7 separate regions of the Sus scrofa genome follow, and regions 1, 2, 3, 5, 6 and 7 are each linked to region 4. The links are chromatin contacts, called in public Hi-C, HiChIP or PLAC-seq and promoter capture Hi-C maps. All regions are on one chromosome and are shown on one strand. Each heading gives the region's core, a stretch centred on a gene start, on an enhancer-like site or on the middle of the called end of the contact. The rest is flanking DNA. Distances are from core to core; before and after follow the strand shown.

Evidence for each region. Promoter capture Hi-C pulls out the DNA fragments that hold promoters and counts their contacts. A called contact is a pair of places that touch in the nucleus more often than the background predicts. HiChIP or PLAC-seq counts read pairs in DNA pulled down with a chosen protein or histone mark.
Region 1: a contact with region 4 is called in a Hi-C map of epiblast stem cells, with 2.5 times the contacts expected there. The contact joins the promoter of ASPRV1 here to the promoter of GMCL1 in region 4. A contact is called at or near these places in 1 of 47 Hi-C or Micro-C datasets (epiblast stem cells) and 1 of 2 datasets of contacts at active chromatin or transcription factors (alveolar macrophages).
Region 2: an H3K27ac HiChIP or PLAC-seq map of skeletal muscle shows a contact between it and region 4, with 4 times the contacts expected there. The contact joins the promoter of NFU1 here to the promoter of GMCL1 in region 4. A contact is called at or near these places in 1 of 47 Hi-C or Micro-C datasets (epiblast stem cells) and 2 of 2 datasets of contacts at active chromatin or transcription factors (alveolar macrophages and skeletal muscle).
Region 3: an H3K27ac HiChIP or PLAC-seq map of skeletal muscle shows a contact between it and region 4, with 3 times the contacts expected there. The contact joins the promoter of PCYOX1 here to the promoter of GMCL1 in region 4. A contact is called at or near these places in 2 of 5 promoter capture datasets (fetal skeletal muscle and liver) and 2 of 2 datasets of contacts at active chromatin or transcription factors (alveolar macrophages and skeletal muscle).
Region 5: a contact with region 4 is called in a promoter capture Hi-C map of fetal liver, with 3 times the contacts expected there. The contact joins the promoter of SNRPG here to the promoter of GMCL1 in region 4. A contact is called at or near these places in 2 of 5 promoter capture datasets (fetal liver and liver), 1 of 47 Hi-C or Micro-C datasets (heart right ventricle) and 1 of 2 datasets of contacts at active chromatin or transcription factors (alveolar macrophages).
Region 6: a contact with region 4 is called in an H3K27ac HiChIP or PLAC-seq map of alveolar macrophages. The contact joins the promoter of TIA1 here to the promoter of GMCL1 in region 4. A contact is called at or near these places in 1 of 47 Hi-C or Micro-C datasets (liver) and 1 of 2 datasets of contacts at active chromatin or transcription factors (alveolar macrophages).
Region 7: an H3K27ac HiChIP or PLAC-seq map of alveolar macrophages shows a contact between it and region 4. The contact joins the promoter of GFPT1 here to the promoter of GMCL1 in region 4. A contact is called at or near these places in 1 of 47 Hi-C or Micro-C datasets (heart right ventricle) and 1 of 2 datasets of contacts at active chromatin or transcription factors (alveolar macrophages).

What each region holds. Positions count from the first base shown.
Region 1 is chr3:72,322,534-72,325,671 of Sscrofa11.1, reverse strand. ASPRV1 (retroviral-like aspartic protease 1) reads right to left here and starts at 1,714. Exons shown (of 13, transcript XR_002342602.1): 1 at 561-1,714.
Region 2 is chr3:72,981,603-72,984,589 of Sscrofa11.1, reverse strand. NFU1 (NFU1 iron-sulfur cluster scaffold homolog, mitochondrial) reads right to left here and starts at 1,515. Exons shown (of 8, transcript XM_021087412.1): 1 at 1,361-1,515. The coding sequence starts at 1,422.
Region 3 is chr3:72,222,304-72,225,274 of Sscrofa11.1, reverse strand. It overlaps PCYOX1 (prenylcysteine oxidase 1), which reads left to right and starts at 1,670. Exons shown (of 6, transcript XM_003354779.4): 1 at 1,670-1,876. The coding sequence starts at 1,753.
Region 4 is chr3:72,618,391-72,621,123 of Sscrofa11.1, reverse strand. GMCL1 (germ cell-less protein-like 1) reads left to right here and starts at 1,428. Exons shown (of 15, transcript XM_021088403.1): 1 at 1,428-1,946. The coding sequence starts at 1,687.
Region 5 is chr3:72,197,433-72,200,245 of Sscrofa11.1, reverse strand. SNRPG (small nuclear ribonucleoprotein G) reads right to left here and starts at 1,524. Exons shown (of 4, transcript XM_003125052.4): 1 at 1,371-1,524. The coding sequence starts at 1,402.
Region 6 is chr3:72,239,019-72,241,828 of Sscrofa11.1, reverse strand. It overlaps TIA1 (nucleolysin TIA-1), which reads right to left and starts at 1,294. Exons shown (of 13, transcript XR_002342584.1): 1 at 980-1,294. TRNAG-CCC (a tRNA gene) reads right to left here and starts at 1,617; the gene lies at 1,547-1,617.
Region 7 is chr3:73,027,524-73,030,664 of Sscrofa11.1, reverse strand. GFPT1 (glutamine--fructose-6-phosphate transaminase 1) reads right to left here and starts at 1,754. Exons shown (of 19, transcript NM_001194979.1): 1 at 1,708-1,754. The coding sequence starts at 1,714.

The sequences.
Region 1 (3,138 bases), core at 465-2,964, 300 kb after region 4:
GTTCTACGGACTACCCAGGGATTAATGCCCCTGCCAAGTGACTCTAAGGACCCAGTGGAGCTGAGTGGGAAAAAATAATTTTTTATATTTTGACTAACCATCTGCCACGTGCTAGACACAGACTAGTTAAGTCTGCAGAGTGGAGGATATTTTGCAAAGGAGAAAACCGACAGAAGTACTGAATGACTCTCTCAGGGCAAACAGTAAGAGGCCAGCAGGAGCCCACGCTCCCCCTCACTCCCCATCCCGCCGCACCGCTAGGGCGAAACACGGCCAATACCAGGCAGGCGGGGAGGAGCCCGGACGCAGCTGCTCCCTCCCCGCCAAGCCGCGCTTTCTGAAGCTCCGGGTGCGGCCTGGGCCCCACGTGCCCGCTGCTCCCGCGGACCCGCGGGTCGGAGTCCAAGCTCCGTCGGCCCGAACCAGGAAGTCGGTGCCCGGCCTCCCAGCGGGTCTGAAGGCGGCTAGGTTACGCCTGGGCGACCTAGCCGGCTAACGACCTCAGGAGTCTCGCGCTGGGCCGCCGGAACCCCTCCTCTCCGAGCCCGCCCCGTCAGCACCTTTCCCGCAGCTCGGCCCGCCGCCCTGGCCCGCCCGGGCCCCACAGCGGGTCACGAGGCAGCGCCGGAGAGTCGGCAGTAGGCGCGGCCCCGTCAGCCCCAGCGGAGCCTGCGCTCGGCGCCACCCCCACGCCGCGCGCCACGTCCCCAACCCCCCCGCCCCCGCGTGCCACGCGGGGAACCCCGGTGACGTCACCGCCCTCCTGTTCTCGCCTTCCCGCGCTCTCCAGAAAAGACGCGAAGGTGGTGACGTGTCCGGGAATTCAATGCGCCTGCGCAGGAGGCGTCAGCCACACAACGTCCTGCAGCGCCGCCTGGTGGAAGAAAAGCCCAAACCGGCCGGAAGCGTCGACGCGGGCGAGAGGAGAACGTGACTGACGTCAGCTCTTGGAGCCGAGGGGGCGACCGCCGCGTGACCGGCCCTCGCTCTGCGCGCCTGCGCATCTTTATCGTCTCCTTTTAAGCACAGGGTGGAAACTTGATTATTTCGCTCCTTGTTTTAAGATTGTAACCTTTCCTTGTATCGAATGGGTTAAATTGGTCTTTAAAGGAAAAACAAAGTGGGGGGGGAAGAAAATATATGAAGAAAAGGAATAGCAATACTCTTCATATTTACTTCCAGCCTTTTTTTTTTTTTACTTAAATCAAAATTGAGATTTGCTGTGGTTTTAAGCCCAAAGTTCTTAGGGAGGTACAAAAAGCACCAAAGCTAAGTTAGAAAAACACGGTAGAAGAGAGAAGTGCAGAACAATAGGTGAAAGGATAATAGCTAGTATATAACAAGCGTTTCAGACAGTATCTTATTTACCCTGCATAATATCCAGCTGAGGAAACTGTGGCTCAGAGGGTTAAATAGCTTGTCTGAGATGGCTCTGCTGCTATCCACTCTGGTAAGTGGGTAGCAGAGTGTGTTGACGGGTTGGGGCGTTGAACCCAGGGGTTAAAATCTGAACCGTAGGACGGTGGGCTGGGGAGAATGGCGAAAAACCTCAGGGAACATACATGGATGAAGACACTTTTTGTACTTCTGTATCGTGGGATTAGAACTAGTTCGTAGGAACGTGTTGGGTCAACTTGGCAGGAGCGCACCTTAAGCAGCTCACGCTATTACACTCCCTTGAAATGCATAGCTACTCTTAAGGGCCCCTAACTGCGGAGGTCACCGCCTGCAGCACTGCCCTCTCCCGTTAATAGTCGCGAAAGGTAGCGGTCAGCACCAGCACAGGTATTAGGTCCTGCAACCCAAAGTGCAGTCTGCAGTCCAGCAGCATTTCTTCCATCTTATAAACGCCATCCCAATCCCTTGGTGAAGCAGGTGGGATGGTAGAAAGATACGAAGGGAGTTTGCAGAGCTGGATGGTGGAAGGGCAGGCAGACAGGGAGCAGGGTACTTAAGGAGGTTTTAAAAGAGGATCATATAAGGAGTACCAAAAAATATCACAAGATGCAAAGGAAGAAAAGTAGGAAATCAATCTGAGAGACTAACAAAAGAAAGAACTAGGTTAAGGGGGTTAAGCAAGTCCAACTTGGGATAAGTCACCAAAAAAGTAGACACAAGTGCTGTTCTTTGTAGGTGACTTTTGTGTGTATTATGCTTGAGACAGTCCCTAATTCAAAGAACTGGAGGAAGGCAGCCCCTGCCCATTCCCCCATCTTCAGCAGATGGAGTAGGGTTTCTCTGGGTTCTTGTAATAGAGGGCAGATCAGGCAGTGACAAGAGTGCCCCTGGGATGACATACACAGGTTGTACTATATATGGCCAGGCCTCAGGGCTGGTGTGGATGCAAGTGTGTGCACATGTGGGTTGGAGGGAAGGGCAGGTTATTAGCAGACCAGATGTAACAGGAATCAGTGAAAGATGGAGTGAATTTTTGTGACTGGAAATGGCTTGGCCCAGAAAGTCACAGGGCTGATAGCATCTGGTACCTTGAGAAAGCCAGGTGGCAGGCTTATAAACCTTCACTTAGGTGGGTAGTTCTTGGGAGTCAGATTTTCTGGACTTTTGGGTGGCCTGTCATTCTTCCAAATAGTAGTAGCAAGCTGTTGAGATGATAGTTCTGGTAGAGGCAGGTGTGAATCGAAGTGTTCTAGGTATAGGAGTAATAAGTTGTCCTCATGATGCCCATTACGTTAGGGGCCCAGCCATGTTGCCTGGAGGAGTTAAGATGGATTCTCTCTCAGACCCATTAATACACTCAGTCTGAGGATGATCAGTCTGTGCAACAGAAAGTTGCGTAGACATGAAGGGTTTTGTGCTGCTCACACTAGAATACAAAGTGGCTGCAGCATGGAAAGGCAGTAGCTGGGCAGTCCCCAGAAGTGTAAGATTCCAACAATTAATGGAGGAGATATGCAGGGGATGATACAGATGAGTGTGTATATGGGTGGGTACAGAGTTTGAAGAGCACTAGGACCACTCTACTCTGATAGCATGGGTAGAGTCTGAAATGAGGTCAAGGCTGATGGTGTCCCAAAGGTGTCTAGGAGTGGGTACAGTACTCGGCTAGGGCCATGTGTGACCTGGCAAAGTCTGTTTAGAAAAGGTCAATGCAACTCTGAACATCATTCCAGACTTTTT
Region 2 (2,987 bases), core at 266-2,765, 360 kb before region 4:
GATAATTCATGTCAAGTGCTTAAAACAGTACTAGGCCATGAAGCATGTGTTCAATAAATGTTAGCTACCACTATTATTATTATGTGATAGGTATGAGGTGAAAACATGTTTATTTATAGCTCACCACCTAAATCTTGCATACTATGTAATAAGGAAATACGCCAAATGCAGGAAATACACCTAGAATAGAGAAATTTCCTTTCAGCCCAAGGAAAAGGCAGAATGGATAAATATTTTGACTGAGCTGGGTTTAGAGTCATGAAATGGTAAAGGTGAGTTAAATTAATCCCAGAATAGATCTATTCAAAAATAAGAGAGGGAGGAATTCCCCTTGTGGCTCAGGAGAAACTGAATCTGACTAGTATCCATGAGGATGCAGGTTCCATGCCACGCCTCTCTCAGTGGTTTGGGGATCCTCTGTTGCCCTGAGCTGTGGTGTAGGTTGAAGACGTGGTGGCTCGCATCCCTCCTTGCTGTGGCTGTGGGGCAGGCCTGCCGCTATAGCTCCAATTTGACCCCTAGCCTGGGAACTTCCATATGCTGCCTGTGCGGCCCCAAAAAGACTAAATAAATAAATAAAGGGAGACAGGAAGTGACTAATACAAAAATCTCTGCAAACCTAATTTTTTAGGAAATACCTTTCAACTTCAAGAGCATCAAGAGCACTGATACTCCTACCACTCAGGAGGTCAACCTCTGTTAGGCTCCTTTTGCTCCGTAAGAGAAATCGAGGTAAAACACCTACGTTAAGTCCTCGGTGCCTTTCACCTAACCAATGTTGACAGATGTCATTGGGAGGCCAAACTCAAAGACAGGGCAAATGGAAAGAAGAAAAACAAGGGAACGGAGTGGGTTTAATTAGTGAGAGGGAGGAAATCTAGGGTTCTGGATGCTCATCAGAGTTCCATCACTTAGATGCTGTGTAGCCTCCGAAAGGTCACGTTCCCTTTCTGGGCCTCACTGAGAAAATGAGTGAAATTCTGTCTGACATTCCGATTTTGTGAAGAAAGGCAGAGGGAATGCATGTGGAGGAGGGGATGGAGGGGCCCCGCGATTTACAAAGGGCTCCTCCGTTGGGTCCCTACAGCCGGTCTCTGCGAGCCTCCTCCCCGCAGGGACACAGGCACCAGGTCTCGGAGCCTGGAACAAGGCACTGCAGGGTCCGCATGATCCGGGGGTCGCCCTGGAGAGAAGACCACCTCAGGATTAAACCCCTAACTTGGGCGACGGGGGCGGAACCAAAGGCAAGGTCAGGGGCACTTCTCCCCACCCAGTTTAAGAGACAGCAGGGCGGGGCGGCGATCGCTCTGCTGTTAAGCCCAGCGGCATCCCTATACATAGCTCGAGGCTCACCACCTACCGCCTTCGCAGCCCCGCGGCAGCTGCCGCAGCTCCCCAGCCCAGGCGGGGCGCCACCGCCATCTTAGTCCAAGAGCGCAGGCGTAGGGAAGGCCGCTCTTCTGCACCCTCCCCCGTCCCCTTCGCGGAAGCGCCCGAGCCCCGCGCAGGCGCGAGCGCAGGCGCAGGCCGGCCTGGAACTGGCGAGGCACTTGGATAGCGCACCCTACCGGCCATGTGTGGCTCTGCTGTGGCTGAGGTAGGCTGTCTAGAAATCATTTCCTACCTACTGCTTGAGGTTGGACAGGGTAGAGAGAGAAAAAAATGTTTGCGGCGCTTGCCCAAGTGTCCTTAAGTAAGCACGAAGGACTGCCGCTTCCCTGGCATCACAACTGCCGATTCACTTCAGGGAAATTCACTTCAGGGGGTTTATGACAATTAGCATTTTGGGTTTTTTTTGTTTGTTTTTTTTTTTGGTTTTTTTTTTTTTGCTATTTCTTGGGCCGCTCCCGCGGCATGTGGAGGTTCCCAAGCTAGGGGTCTAATCGGAGCTGTAGTCTCTGGCCTACGCCAGAGCCACAGCAATGCGGGATCCGAGCCGCGTCCGCAACCTACACCACAGCTCACGGCAACGCCGGATGGTTAACCCACTGAGGAAGGGCAGGGACCGAACCCGCAACCTCATGATTCCTAATCGGATTCGTTAACCACTGCGCCACGACGGGAACTCCCACAATTAGCATTTTGAAAGTTTTTTGTTTTTGTTTTTTCCTGCACCGGCAGCATGTGGGAGTTTCTGGGCCAGAGATGAAACCTGCACCAGAGCAGGGACCCAAGCCACAACCGCGGGACAACGCTGGACTCTTAACCCTGCAGGGAACTCCTGCCAATTAGCATTTCAATCAGCCACCAAAATATGTTTCTCTCCCTTGCAAAAACTGATTTAAAAAATTGGGGGGGGGGCATTTATGTTAATTGGAAAACAAAATTGGTTAGAAACAGCACGTATACATGATCCCATTTCTGAAAAATAGTTTGTGTCTACCAGCGTGTGCTTGCATATGTGAGCAAGAACTCTCTGGAAGGCAGACTGCCAGCCTCCTCTCTTTTTCCCCTCCTCTTAAATATGCCACATCATTTCCCACCTAAGGGCCTTTTGCATAAGTTGTTCCCCCTTCAGGGAACAGTGCAGAAAGCCACAGGCAACCCCAGCCAAGGAAAGGGACCACTGCTCCGTGATCCCAAGCTCCTTCCTCCTGCCCCGACCTACAGGAGGCAGGTGTAAAAAGAGGAGGCTGGTCTCCATGCCTAACCAAGGGAAAAAAGCAAAGTTTGAAGGCAGGTACAAGATGGAAGTTTTAAAGACTTGGGCCATATTTTTTTAAATACCTGAGAGTAAGATAGAAAGTAAAATAGTTTTTAACGCTGTTAAGTGACCAGGAAGTTCCCTCATGGTCTAGTGGTTAGGATTCTGAGCTTTCACAGTTGAGGCTCAGGTTCATTGCCTGGTCTAGGAACTGAGATTCCCATATCAAGATGCTGCTTGAGGCTGCAAAAAAAAAAAAAGTCAAAAATGACCAGAAACAATGGAAATTTTACCAAGGAGTAAGGCAGGGAGAGCAAACAGGTGACATTTAAGCCCTTTCCTG
Region 3 (2,971 bases), core at 421-2,920, 400 kb after region 4:
CAGCAAAGGATTTTTCCTTTCAGCAAAATCCTTCCTAATGTTTCAGAAGCGGAAATGAAAGTTTCCACCTATGACACTTTTGTCAGGGTCACTGACATGGTAAATTCTAATTAAGCAACATATTTATTGAAAGCCTTTTAGGCTTAATATACTTAGCTATTGTGAAAAGACACACAATTTAGTTCTTTCTTTGTAATTTGTAGAAAAAGGAGACAATATTCATATTTTTATGTTCTTACATAAGTGTTTATTTCTTGTATGACTTGCATCTCGTTCCATTAACACCTCCATTCCCTCTTTCTTGCTGTGCTCCACTGGCCTCCTTGCTTTTCCTCATATATGCCAGGCATTTTCCTTTTTTAGAAAGCTCTTTCTCCAAATATTCACCTGGTCCACTCTCTCAATTATTGCAAACTTTTGTTCAAGTGCCATCCTGCTCAGTGAGGCCTGATCTGACTATCCTATTTAAAATTGCAAGCCATTCTCCACTTTTTTTTCCTCCACTCTATATTATGTCATTTGCTTACTTATTCTAATTGTCATTTGTTTCCCTTCACTAGAATGTATACGTCATTAGGATAAATATTTTAAAAATTGTTTTGTTCACTGGTTTTTCTCAAGTACCTATAATAACATTGCCTGCCACGTGGAAGGAGCTCAATAAATAATTGTCCACTAAGTAAATCCTTTATTTTGCAGTAGTTTAAACTTTCTTTTTATTTAACTTATTTTCCTTCCATCCATATACTGTTCTTCACATTCACGTACTAGTTTTTCTCCCCCCCCTTTTTGATTGGGTGTGATATATGTAGATATAGATATAGATATGTATTTTAAGGGCCACATTTAGAGCATATGGAAGTTCCCAGGCAAGGGGCAAATCTAAGCTGCAGCTGCCAGCAACAGCCACAGCCACAGCCTGGCCAGATCTGAGCCACATCTGTGACGTACAGCACAGTTCAGAGCAACGCTGGATCCTTAACTCATTGAGTGGGGCCAGGAATCAAATCTGAGTCTTCATGGATACTAGTCAGGTTCCTAACCTGCTGAGCCACAATGCGAACTCCCTGGGTGGGATATTTTAATTACAGAAATAGTATCATATGACACCCATCACTTTCTCAACAGCTTTTATGACCGAACAATACTGGGACAATAGATACAAAGCCTGCATTCTTTTAAATGTTTGCCTAATGTTCCGTATGATACGAGTACACACACGACTTTCGTTTATATCTGTTACTATTTTTCCACTTCCTTCAGTTTGGACCACCCCATCCCTGGTCTCTGTCATTTTCCCTTTCACCTAGCACCCTTTACCCAGTCATCTTGTACCCAACAAATCTCGAACATAGTGAACACGGTGATCACTCAGTAAGTATTTGGGGCACCCTTGTCCGTTTCTAACAGTGGTTTGCTGTGTGCATTCTTTGAGCCTGAGCGATTGAATCAACAGAAGAGGGCAGTATTGATGAAATTAAAAGCTGGGGTGAGCCTCCTCTGGGGCCTTTGGCAACTCCCTGAAGCAGCCTGGGCTTCAGAGGTGCAAGGAGGACTTGGGGGACCGAGAGGATTGCGTTGTAGCTTCTGGAGGAAGGGTGGCCTTGGAGTATCAGGTGCCTGAGCTGGGGACGGGCCTGGGCGGGGCTTGGAGGGGCGAGGCCAGCTAGGGGGCGGGGCGAGCGGAGAGCGCAGGCTCAAATGCGGGCGGACCGCCGGGCGCTCTAGTACGACTGCAGCACTGGGAGAACCATGAAGCCCCTCGCTGGCGGGCTCCCCTGCTTCTTGACTTTCGGGCTGTGGCTGGGGCTGCTACTTCTGTGCAGCTGGGGGTGCCCCGGGAGCGCCGCGCCGCGGTCCCCGCCAGAGAAGATCGGTAGGCGAGAAGGAGGCAGCGCAGGGCGGAGGTGGCGGGAATAAGCCCGGTGCCTGGCGGCGGCAGGCTGATACACTAGGCCCGGCACCTGTGACACCCGCCGAGCAGCGCCGAATGAGCCCTCCGCGCAAGCGGAGCCCATTCCGGCTCGCGCCCCAGGGACCGCGCTTTCCCGAGGGTGAAGACATCTCCATTTGAGGAGTTGGCTGTAGAGGGGTAGACCTGGGCCGGGGAGCGGGAGCCAAGCGTCCCTGCGGCCCCTGTCTCGGAGGCCTGGGGCTCCGAGGAGGCTGAGGCCCCTCCTGCCGACTTCTCTTGCTGCAGTTGCGGGAGGACAGTCCCCTGGTTGGTCCGGGAGCGACAGGCCGCTTCCGCTCTGCAGTTGAGAGGCCCACGAGGGCACAGCACACCGAGCAGTGCAAACAACCTGACCGCGCTGACCGCGTCTCCTTCCCTTGATGGGCTTCGGCGCCCTCGCCGCCCCGCCCCGCAGCTCTACCCATTCCCCAGCCCGGCCCGGCTGCTCCGCTGAAGTTTGCCTGCTCGCAGAGGCCACTGGCTTGCACAGTTTTCTGCCTAGAACGACTACACAGCCGAAGCATTCACTCTTAGTTTCAGTCTTTTTGGTGTTTTGCTCTGTTTTCTTTTGCTTTGCTTTTTAAATTCCCCTTAAAGCTGTGTTCTTTGGGATCATTAACCTGTTCACATTAACGAGACAGAGCAAATGTAGGCAAAAATGGCGGCCACTTTATTTAAAATGCGTGCTGGAAGGGCCCCACCTCCTCTGTTCCCATGTATTGGTCACAAAGAATGGTGTGCGGGCCACTTGGTGCCTCCGCAAAGAACTGTGAGAATCTTGGGGCATTGGGGGAAAAAAATTAGTGTCAGTTTGTAAGTTTATCTATTATCACTTTTGCCTGGAGGCAGTGACTGTCCAGATTCAGAGTTCTATCTTCACAGCAGCTGTCACTTGCCTCCCTGTCCCCAGGCTTCCCTAAGTTGTTAATAGCCTAAAGTAACGTCTGTTAACAGTCTTTCAAAAAACGAAACCTACAAAGCTGATAAGAGGGAAAAAACTGTTTCTTTTTTCCCCCT
Region 4 (2,733 bases), core at 179-2,678:
CCCAGCAAATTCATTTCTGGGGTTCTATTTGGTGAATCTCTTGCACATGTTCATTGTTGCTCCATAAGAGCATTAAAGTAGATACAACCTAACTCCCTCAATGGGGGAAAGGATAAATTTTGAGTTAGTCACACAACAAGCAATGAAAATTTAGAGATTTGTCCATTGATCAAGTCACAGAAGTATAATTTTGAGAGAGAAGGTGTAGAATGACAGGTATGACTGATTCCATTTAATTACATGTCTAAACGCGCTAAAGAAAATATATTGCTATGGATACAGTTATAAGAACATGTGTGGGAATAATGATACACACCATTAGGAGAATAGTGCTCATTACAGGGGAGGGAGAGAGACTGAGATGGAGAGAGAGCTGCTGCCTGTCTGCATGGTTCTAGTTAAAAGAATGAACAAAGCAAGTATAATACATTAAAGTTATTAAAATGTAAGTTACCATACTTGTGGTGGGTCCACAGGGATTTAACATACTACCCTATTTGAGTAATTCATTATATTTTATTTAGGGAGTTCCAGTGGTGGCTCAGTGGTTAACGAATCCTACTAGAAACCACAAAGTTTCAGTGTCGATCCCTGGCCTCGCTTAGTGGGTTAAGGATCCCGTGTTGCTGTGAGCTGTGGTGTAGGTCGCAGAGTTGTCTCAGGTCCCACGTTGCTTAGGCCGGCGCTACAGCTCCGAGGAGACTCCTAGCCTGGGAACCTCCATATGCGGTGGGTGCAGCCCTAGAAAAGACAAAAACAAATATTTAAAATGTGGCAGAAGAGAATCAGGTATTGAAGCTGACTGTCCAGGGTCCCAGCGATAGCTGCGTACTCGAGGCATATACCTGTAATTTTTGCTCAGACACTTGTAAAATTTTGCTTGGGCCTCCAGAAGGCACTTTAAGCCCTGATAGCCCCGGTACAGATTCTATTTAGACATCCCACTGCCACTAGCAGGGAAGGAAAAGAGTGCAGGCATTGGCTACCATAATCAGTCAAGGAAAGCGGAGAGGTGCTGCTTAAAAAACCCAACCGTCTGGCAAAGCTCCACATTCCAGGTCCCTCTCACTACGAAAGCGTGCGCAGGGCGTGGCCCTATTACGTTGTAAATTCCTCCAAAGACCCCCAAACAGCAACGTCTTTTTTGCCGCTTGTTCAGTAGACTTCTGGAGCTTAAGGAACCTTTGCAGAAAGAACAAATGAGCTGGAGTCGCGGGTCGCACTAAAACAAAAGGATCTACGAAGTAACGCTAAAGGCTAGGTCTCCCCCGACTCAGTGTGCACAGGACCCCAGAACACTTCAGGGTAGAAGGGGCCAACCCACGTACACAAGCCCCATCGCCCACCCTCATCCCGTTCTGCGCATGCTCCACCCGCGACGCACACGAGCTTCCCCACCCCTTCCGGAGGCTCGCCGTGCGCGTGCGCTGTCGGGTCCGCGCTTTGTTGCGAAAGCTGGGGGCGAGGTCCTGCGGTCCGTGCGCACTGCGCGGCCAGACGCTGCGGGCGGGGCGGAGGATGGAGGCGGTAGTGTCCGCTGCAACGGTCGGGGCTGCGCGTGAGAAGGTGGCGGTGTAGGCGTCTAGGCTACGTGGAGGCCCGCAGCAGCGGCCAGGCCATGGCGGGAGTCTGTCTCGGTTGGGCTCCCTGAGGTGCGCTCCCTGAAGTCCTGGGGAGCTGTGACTCATGGGCTCGCTGAGCAGCCGAGTGCTGCGCCACCCGGGGCGAGCCGGACCCCAGCAGGAGCCGGGTTCTGGGACGGGGGCCTCGGCCCGGAGGCCGGAGACTGGGGGCGACGCGGCCGGCCACGGCTTCTGTTACTGTCCGGGCAGCCGCAAGCGCAAGAGGAGCAGCGGGGCTTTTTGCTACTGTCACCCCGACTCCGAGACAGACGAGGATGAGGAGGAGGGGGACGAGCAGCAGCGGCTCCTCAACACCCCTCGAAGGTACGTGGGGGACGCCCCCACACCTGTTGGGCGGCTTCCGTGGCGGAGTGTGGGGATGAGCCCGGCACCGGGGAGATTTCGGGGAGTGCGGCGCCCCCTAGCCCGTGAAGAGCGGACGTGCTCTTGATAGGGTAAAGGTGGGACCGGTTGGGGTCTGGGAGGATGGGGAACACCTGGGGAGACGCCGGGTATTGTGAATTGTAAACCTCGGACGTTGCCAGGGTAGTATTACAGCCCTAGCTTGAGGCTAAGAAACGCCAAACCTGAGCTTGCGCCTTATTAAACCTCAGATAGGGCTGGCCTTTGGTCGTACACCTCGCTTCTCTCAGAGTGGATGGCAGATGAATAAATTGTTTTGCATCCAGCTGCCTTAAATAGTACAAAACACGTAAATTTAAGTCTCTGAAACGGGCACCCATGTTGTCCACACAATGGAGGGGAAATGACACTCAGAAGCTCTCCTCAACGGTAAAGAGGAAATTTATCAAGAGTGGGTACGTTTGTTCTTCACTAGGAACAAAGTCTTTCACCGTCTTTAGTACTCAGAAGTCATTGACCGTGGGTATGTGTAAGGCACCTTGCTTAACCTTTTTTAGAAGAATTGAAAAACGGAATAGTTACTTGTGAACTAAAATGTAGTTTGTAAGTCGAATATATTTTCACAATCTGGTTGCTCTGTGTTTGTTTCTGGTTTTAGGTCATCAGTGGGACACATAGGTGTAATTTTTTAATGAAACTTTAAAAGATTCAAAAATTTTATGCTACACACATTACATATTTATTGTAA
Region 5 (2,813 bases), core at 275-2,774, 420 kb after region 4:
AGGAAGAATATGATTGGGCCAGGGTATCTCAACCTTGGCATACTGACATCTGGGACCAGATAATTCTGTTGTTGAGTGATGTCCAGTGCACTGTAGAATATTTAGCAGGAACCCTGGCCTCTACCTACTAAATGCTGGTAGAACCAGACTCTCTACACCACAGTTAAGAACCACAGAATTATATTAAAAGCAGACGGAAGATATAAAAATGCAAAAAAAAAAAAAGATTTCGGGCCTCGTGGGTGGCATGCGGAAGTTCCTGGGCTAGGGACTGAACTTGAACCACAGCAGTGCCATGTTGGATCCTTAACCGGCTGAGCCACGAGGGAACTCCAAAAAAAGATGGTAAGGAAGAAAAAGTTAAAAGTCATTTTGGAGGTAGACCTGGCAGGATCTCACAATTATTGAAATCTACATATAAGAAAAGAAAGGTAATTAAAAACTCTCATTAATATCTTAAGAATCAAAAAGGAAATCTTACCAAGAACACCCCCCCAACAAAAGAGCCTTCTCTAATTAGAGAAAAATGAATGTTCTCACGCATTCCAGTTAACAGAGCAAAATATCACACATTCAAGTTCAACCTAAGTGCAAGAAATTAAGAAAAAAGAACGGGATTTCTTTTTTTTTTTTTGTCTTTTTGCTATTTCTTTGGGCCGCTCCCGCGGCATATGGAGGTTCCCAGGCTAGGGGCTGAATCGGAGCTGTAGCCACTGGCCTACACCAGAGCCACAGAAACGCGGGATCCGAGCCGAGTCTGCAACCTACACCACAGCTCACGGCAACGCCGGATCCTTAACCCACTGAGCAAGGGCAGGGACCGAACCCGCCACCTCATGGTTTCTAATCGGATTCGTTAACCACTGCGCCACGACGGGAACTCCCAAGAACGGGATTTCTAAGTTAAAGCTCAAAGGAACCACCAACACACTAAGATGAAGGCAGCTTTTGAATTTCTCATATACCATCAAAACAATTCCATTCCATCCACCTCCTTAGTTCCTTACAGAATTACTGTCCAACCACCTTATCTCGAACGTGATGCTACTCAAGGCGTTCAGCTAACTGTGGTATTCAAGATCTTTAAGTAACGAAGGATCGAGTGCCAGAGACCCGGCCAGGAACTCCGGCCTGGGAGGCAAACCTGCAGACGGAGGGGCCTTTACGTCTTTGAAAAGCATGCCCACCAGGCCGAAATACAACATTTGCGCGGGATGCAGGCCCGGAAACGTGGGACGGTGGCCCGGATCGCGGCGGCAGCCAGTGGCAATAAGCACGGCAGACACACTCTCCGGAAATGGCTGGGGATCCAAGGAACTCAAGGCCTACAAAGAAGCCGCCATTTATGCGCGGCCCTCATGCATACTTACTTCTTCAACTCCGGCGGGTGAGCTTTGCTCATGATGCCTACTCCGCGAACTCAAAGAAACCTCCAAACGGAATTCGTGTTCTCCCTCACGCTCCAGCGGTAGGCCCGGTGCTTTGCGTCTGACGTCACTGATCCCGTTAGCCAATTGATTGTTGGCCGCTTTCACGTTTCACGTCGCGATACTTAGGAAAATCCTGAGCTCGCAGATCAGTCCCAAGCTTCCGTTGTGTCGCCAGGGATTGGCTAGAGCGGAGGGGTGGGGCCTCCAGTCTTTATATTCCTCTTTGTAATTGGGTTGCTGTTCCTGCCTCTAGCATTTGAAGGACGCTGGTTAACTCATTGTCTTTGTGGGTTGCAAAGTTGTCTTGACGCTACCAGATGAAAATAAGCTCTGGAGGGGTAGGCTCCTAAAAATTTCTTTGGCATGTGTGTGCATACTTCCATGTGTTGTTCTTCCCTTTGTTGTCCTCTGCAAACACTGCGGTTTTTTTTTTTTTGGTCTTTTTAGGACCGAACCCTCCGCATATGGAAGTTCCCAGGCTGTGGGTCAAATCTGCGCTGCAGCTGCTGGCTTTTGCCATAGACAAAGCAACGCTGGATTCTTAACCTACTGAGCGAGGCCAGGAATCAAACTAGTATCCTCATGGATACTAGTCCGGTTCTTAACTCCCTGAGCCACATCGGGAACTCGTTTTTTTTTTTTTTTTAATTTAGCAAATTGAAGGTTTGAGGCAGCCCAGAGTCCAGCAAATCTCCCAGCGCCATTTTCCCAAGAGCATTTGTTCACTTTGTGTCTGTGTCATTTTGATAATTCTTACAGTATTTCAAATTTTTTCATTACTGTATTCGTTATGGTGATCTATGATAGGTAATCACACTAAGAAAAAAAAAATCTTGTGACTTGCTTTGAGGTATTTGCTTCACTGTTGAACCTGTGGTATTTTAGTATTCCCACAGGATGTCATGCTACAACTAAGGTTCTAGTAACAGCTCAGTTAACGACCTCTGCACCAAAGGAATAGAGTGAGGGGGCCTCAGTTTCCAAAAATTTTAATCTAGAGGAGTTCCCGTCGTGGCGCAGTGGTTAACGAATCCGACTAGGAACCGTGAGGTTGCGGGTTCGGTCCCTGCCCCTGCTCAGTGGGTTAACGATCCGGCGTTGCCGTGAGCTGTGGTGTAGGTTGCAGACATGGCTCGGATCCCGCGTTGCTGTGGCTCTGGCGTAGGCCGGTGGCAACAGCTCCGATTCGACCCCTAGCCTGGGAACCTCCATATGCCGCGGGAGCGGCCCAAAGAAATAGCAAAAAGACAAAAAAAAAAAAAAAAAAAAAAAAAATTTTAATCTAGAGGTCATAAGTATATTCCCCACGGACAGTCCTGCAATGCTTCCAAAACCCCACTTAACTGTACCTTGCCCCTCTATATAAAGTATGAAGAGCAGCAC
Region 6 (2,810 bases), core at 45-2,544, 380 kb after region 4:
TTCTTTCTTTTGGAGAAAAGCAACAAAGGCAGGATCACCTCATCCGACTATACTTGGAAAAACAAAGAATGCTGGGGAAGGCTACATGACAAAGAAAAGATCCCAAACGAAGATCATTTAACACTACCTCTAAAAATTCCCAGAGGTGACTAAATACGTTAAGGTACTTATTAATTGCTGCTTCATTAAAAACTCCCCAGTCCTTCAGAGTCATGTCAATCACAAAAGTAGAAGGCGAAGATATAAACGTATTAGATCCACTTCCCCTTAGTAGATCTATCCCTCCGGGTGAGATTTCCATTTGAAAAAACAAACAAAAAAACCCCCAAACAAACAAACAAACACAGCACTTTCAAAATCCTCAAGGGGTCCGATTTTAGACTTTTTCATCTGGAGAGGGGGTGCCACAGAAGGAAAGCCAAAGAAAAGTTCAAAGAAAAACATCTGGCTTTTTTTCCAGTTGGCAACTGCGGGAATAAAGTTTACCTCCCGGAAAATGAGTCCAAACATTTTCAAGAGAAGAATGCCTATCAACGAGAAGGAAATGAAAGGAAGAGTTTCTGGGAAAAAAACTAAAATGAAAGGAAATAAAGCTCGAAAAGAGGTTAATCGAGAAGCCGGGGTGGGGGGGGGGGAGAAGAAAAGCGTGGGACAAAAAGGCTCGCCAAGTTCTAAAGAGGTTTGAATTAAAAAGTCTTCTCCTGGCCTAAAACCACAGAAGGCCCCGGGCGAAGCCAAAAGCCACGCTGTGGGGTAGTAAACGTGTAGGGACTAATTTAGAGGGTTGAGCCCCCTCTCCCTCCAGCTCGTCCTCTCACAGCCGGGGTCTCGGTCCCTAGGCAGCCAGGTGAGCGCCTAAAATAGGAGCCACGAAATCGCGGCGTCCACGGGGAACAATAGGCTGAGCAACGGCGCTGAGCCGAAGCCTCGCTCCGGGACCACCACCATCCCGCCCCCCTCATCGCTGCCCCAGACTCACAGAGTCTTAGGCATCTCGTCCTCCATGGCTGCTGCTGTCGCGGCGGCGCCTCTGAGTCCAGCTCCCTACGCTTTACTACCTCACAAATCTTTTGAGCGGCTATGGCTGCGGAATAGCGGGGGTTTCTTGGCTGACCGGAGGTTACTCCGCCTCCTTCTTCGACAGCAATGACACTAAACCACCCGGCCCAGAGCGAACAATGAAGCCCCGATACAAGATGGCGGCGAGCCGGGAGCCTTGGAGCCGCCAGCGAAGTGACCCGGGCCGCGCAGGCGCAGAAGAATCTTGCACTTTCAACCTCCCGGCCGCCAGGCTACACCTCAGTCCATACATTCACTTGTTGCGCAGCCGCTCTTCCAACCACGCCAGGGATTTGTCTCAGACTGCGCAGGCGTGAAGGTTAACTATTTCAGGACTACAGTAAACTTTATTGAATTCCACCTCCCGATTCGAATGTTTCAACGGTGAATTATAATGAAATATAAATATTCGTGGAAATGAAAAGTTCGAAGTGTTTCTACAAGAAGAAAAAGCTATAAAAATAATCTAAGGCAAAGCAAAAGGCCATGCGCCGCCCGGGAATCGAACCCGGGTCGCAAGAATGGGAATCTTGCATGATACCACTACACCAGCGGCGCTGACGGTAATGCTTCTTGCAGAAATGCTTTAGAACTAATAGCAAGCAAACTTTCGTTCCCGAACAGCTATGAGGAAGGTTCGTTCACTCCTTTAAAAACAAAAGCCTATTGCTACTTTCCCTTAATGTAAGTGATGATTTCTCTCATTCCAATACAGTTAAATGGATGTTCCTACTTTTTCAGTACGGAAAAATCTCATTTAAAATTTGTTTTTAAACTTAAAAAGTAAGAGTTTCATTAAGAAGAATTTGTCTTGTTGGTGTTAAGCAGCTTTTTGAAAGCCGGGCATGTATTTCCAGATTTTTGCGGAGTTTTTCTTTATGTACTCAGTGTACATTGGAAAATATTAAAGAAATATTTATTTAATGCAAATCGGTCCCAAGAATTCTAAAACCATATGAATTGGGGCATATACAAGTTTCAGTCCTTTTGGGGTGGGTGGGGGGGAGGCAGAAAAATTAGGGTTCTGAAATGTACTTCAATATACTCATTATGCATTTTGTATTGCATTTTATAATTTATGTGAAAAAATTTAAACATTGGGGAATGTCCGTGTTCAAAAATGTGATCTCTTCTTTGAAGTAGTTCCTTTAGACTGTGATAATTTTGGATTACCATTTTTGGACTTGTCTTTAGAATCTGTTGCACATTCTTAGGATTTCATTCAAAGATATCAAATATTAGTCTTTTGAGGATGAATAAGACAAATGTTAATAGTAGATTGTATTTTTTTAAGAAACTTTTTGAGATATAATTTGCATAATGTACATTTCTTCCATTTAAAATATGCAGTTCAGTGTGGTTTTTTTAGTGTATTCACAGAGATGTGTAGCCATCTCATAATCAATTTTAGCACACTTTCACCATCCTGAATAGGAAAGCTGTACAATTAGCAGTTACTTCCTATTCCCCATCCCGCCCCTCTCCCCAACCCACTATTTTTGTGTTTCTATAAATTTGTCTATTCAGGACATTTCATATTGTCTCTGAAAAATTAATAGTCAACCTTAAAAATTAATAGTCAACCTAAGAAAGAAATAGAGAATTTTATTTGAGCCAACCTAAAGATTATAACCCAGGAGACAGTCTTTCAGAAAGCTGTGAGGGGGTTAGGATCAAGACGGTGGAGGAGTAAGATGTGGAGCTCACCTTCTCCCACAAACACATCAGAAAGTTGTGGGGACTTTTCCATT
Region 7 (3,141 bases), core at 505-3,004, 410 kb before region 4:
GAGGAAATAAAGTATGGACCCTATTCCTGGAATCATGTAAAACTCTGGTAGAGGTTAAAATTAAAAGCAGGACCTTAGAAATGCCTCAAATACTAGTTCTTCATTATCACCTGTTTCCTCAGCAGTAAAACACTGGAATGCGGATACTGGCGTTATGAAAACCCCAATATCCAATCTCCACCCTAAAAGCCTCACCCTTCTCTGAACTTTTTCTAAACCAATCTAATTTTTTTTTCTCTCTTTTAATACACCTGTACTTTGACTACCTTTTTTCCTGGAACAAGATGAAGAAATGACCACAACCAGAGAGTCAGGTACTTGACTAGGCACACACCTTATCACTCAGGAACAGTTAATTACCAAACAAAGCACACTAGGGATTAATCTGTTTGCAAATTCATTACCTCACAGTAATCAAAACCAAATCACCTGCTTTTGCAAAACCATTCTACTACCTAGACATAGCAAAAGAATAACTGAATCTAAAGTCAGCTCTACAGCTAATAATTTCAACAAGCTATTTATAGTTGTTTCTGTTTTGTGCCTTTTTTTTTAATCTACTCTAAATTTAAACCTGCTCCTCATTTCAGAAGCTGACATTAGCACAAAGTTAAAACACGGGAATAATATACACTAATGAGTACAAAATAACTCCTGCTCAGTTCCTCTTGACAAAGGCTACAAAGAATAAGTCCCCCAGAAAGCTTCAAATTCTATTACAGTCATACCACCCTTAAAAAAAGTATTCCTTCTTCCAGAGTTAGGTCAGTTGTACATTTCAGTAAGAAAGGTAAGAACTCAATTCTTTTTTACTGATGATAGCTAAGTAAATACCAATTTTAGAGCATATCAGTCATTCCAGATATAATTCTGACAATTCCTTTTAACTCGCACTTTTAGGCGATATTAAAATGACTAAGTCTCAAAAAATGGAATAAAAGGGCCTAACTTTATGTATTAACTGTTCTAGGTAAAACAGTCACTAAATGTTCACCAACATTTTTCACAAGTGTTTCAAGAGGATGGTACACGTAAATGATAAATGATGTAAGATCTATCTCCAGGGTCACGTCTGGACCCATTCACAAGATATTAATTAGCCACGGTTTCTGTTGAGACCCCCCCCGGGGGGGGGGCCGCCGCTGCGGGGGGGGGTGGTAGGTGGCAGGAAGTAAGATCGTGCATAATGCCATTGTCGTAGCTTTAGCTAAGGTTCGAATTTCTTCTGGGCCTGCCCGAAAGAAAGCAGCTACAGTATTTTTTAAAAGATAAATCCTGGACGAATGCAATCAATAAAATTCAAGAGACCTCACCTGATGTTCCACAGGTTGCCTCACTCACCTGGTGGACTCTGAAGTCACTCCCCTCCACACCTCAGTTCCCTCAGCCCTCGCTCCTTTTCCAATACAGACCTTTCTCTTCCCTCCTGGTTTGTGTCTCGGTGCAAAGCCCTCTCTGGCCCCCCAGATTCCCTATAGGACCCGCCCTCCTCTCAGGTGCCTTTCTAGGTTCACCACCACCCCGCCAGCTCTTAGAGGCCGGCCTCCGCCCCCAGCACCCGCAGTCACCACGGGACGCCCCCTGCCCAACACCCAGGCTTCGCACCCTCCCGACTCCGGTTCCCGCCAGCGCAACCAAACCTCAGCGGCGCCCGCACCGCACCCCAGCACCGCCCCGCAACACACCCCCCGCCCGCGGCCCCCTTACCGCACATGATGCAGGAGGCACGGTCGGCACAGGAAACAGCGAGTGGCTGGCGAGTTCGGGAGCTCACACGAGCCTGTGGGACGATCTCCGGGCTTGGGGGCCAAGGGGTAGCCGACACTACAGCCTCAGAGATGCGGACAGCCGAGGCAACGACAGCGGTCTCGGCCTCCCGGGCTAGCGAACAACCGCCGCCGGGCCCCGCCCCCCGGCGCGCACCGCGCCGCCGCCGCCGCCCGCAAGTCCCATTGGACCGCTTCCGTGCCGCTCACAGGCACGTCCCGCCTCCCCGCGCCGCTCCGCCCCATCCCGCCCCTGAGCCCACGCAGGCGCTGGCCTGCTGGCTGCCGAGACGTGGCACCGGCTCGCGGTCGCATCCGCTTGAGGTTCCTGGAGCCGCCCTGACTAGCAGCGGGAGGTACTACGCTGTGGGGGAGAAAGAACTCGCTGGCTGGCCGGGAATGACGGAGAGATTAAGAAACAGGATGGAATTGTTAGCAAAGCAAATAGCCTTGGGGAGTGCGCCTCGAGCAGACCAGGGCCTCAAGCTATGGCACCCCCAGGAAGCGGGGAGAGAGGAGGAAGAAAGCAGGAAGCTTGATCCTAGGGGACAAACAAGTCAGGTGGAAAGGAGACATAAGGTTAAAGAAAAACTATGAGGTGAGGTCAGGTTCAGCCAGACTTTCTGGTGACAGACGATTCAGTTCAGGACTTAAGCTCTAAAATCATATGCTTGGCCTCTAAAACCCTCTGCTGCCCATTTCGATCCCCATCCACTGCTCCATAAACCAGTTTTTTGCGGAGGAGGGAGAGGTCAAATTTTACAACGCAACTATCGAACGCTGTGCGCCCAGCCTTAAAAAACTCTGCTACCCTAGACTTGAGATGGCCCACGGGAGAGGACTGTAGGAACTGCCTCCATTTGGTAGACGTACATTTGACTCTGAATGATTAATTCTATAAATTAATGCACCATTGCTGGCAAGAGAGACTTAATCAGAGAGAGATGATGTTTCTGAAAATTTATTACCTGAGCATTTGCTTTAAGATTTAAATGCTATCTTTAATCAAATGTAGATGGTTATCATAACTCTATTAATGGCCCAAGACTAGAATAAAATAAAAACTTAGGGAACATACAGAACAGTGCATGATCTTCTTATCCTAGGTGTTTGGTCTTAGCTCACACTACTGCTCTCTCCCTTCCGCACCTTTCAACACTTTACACTCCAACAAACCTGGGAGCAGGTAGTCCCGAGTGGGCTCACATTCTCACACCTTTTTTACTCTTTGGAATCCTCACTCCACCTCTGCCTAAATGCTGCCTCTTGGAGAAAACCCTTTGTGTCTTCCCCAGAGACTTAAGGACATTCATTCACCTCACATTCTTTGAACTGCCCCCCTTAAAGCAACATGCTTCTATATTTTATGATTTTT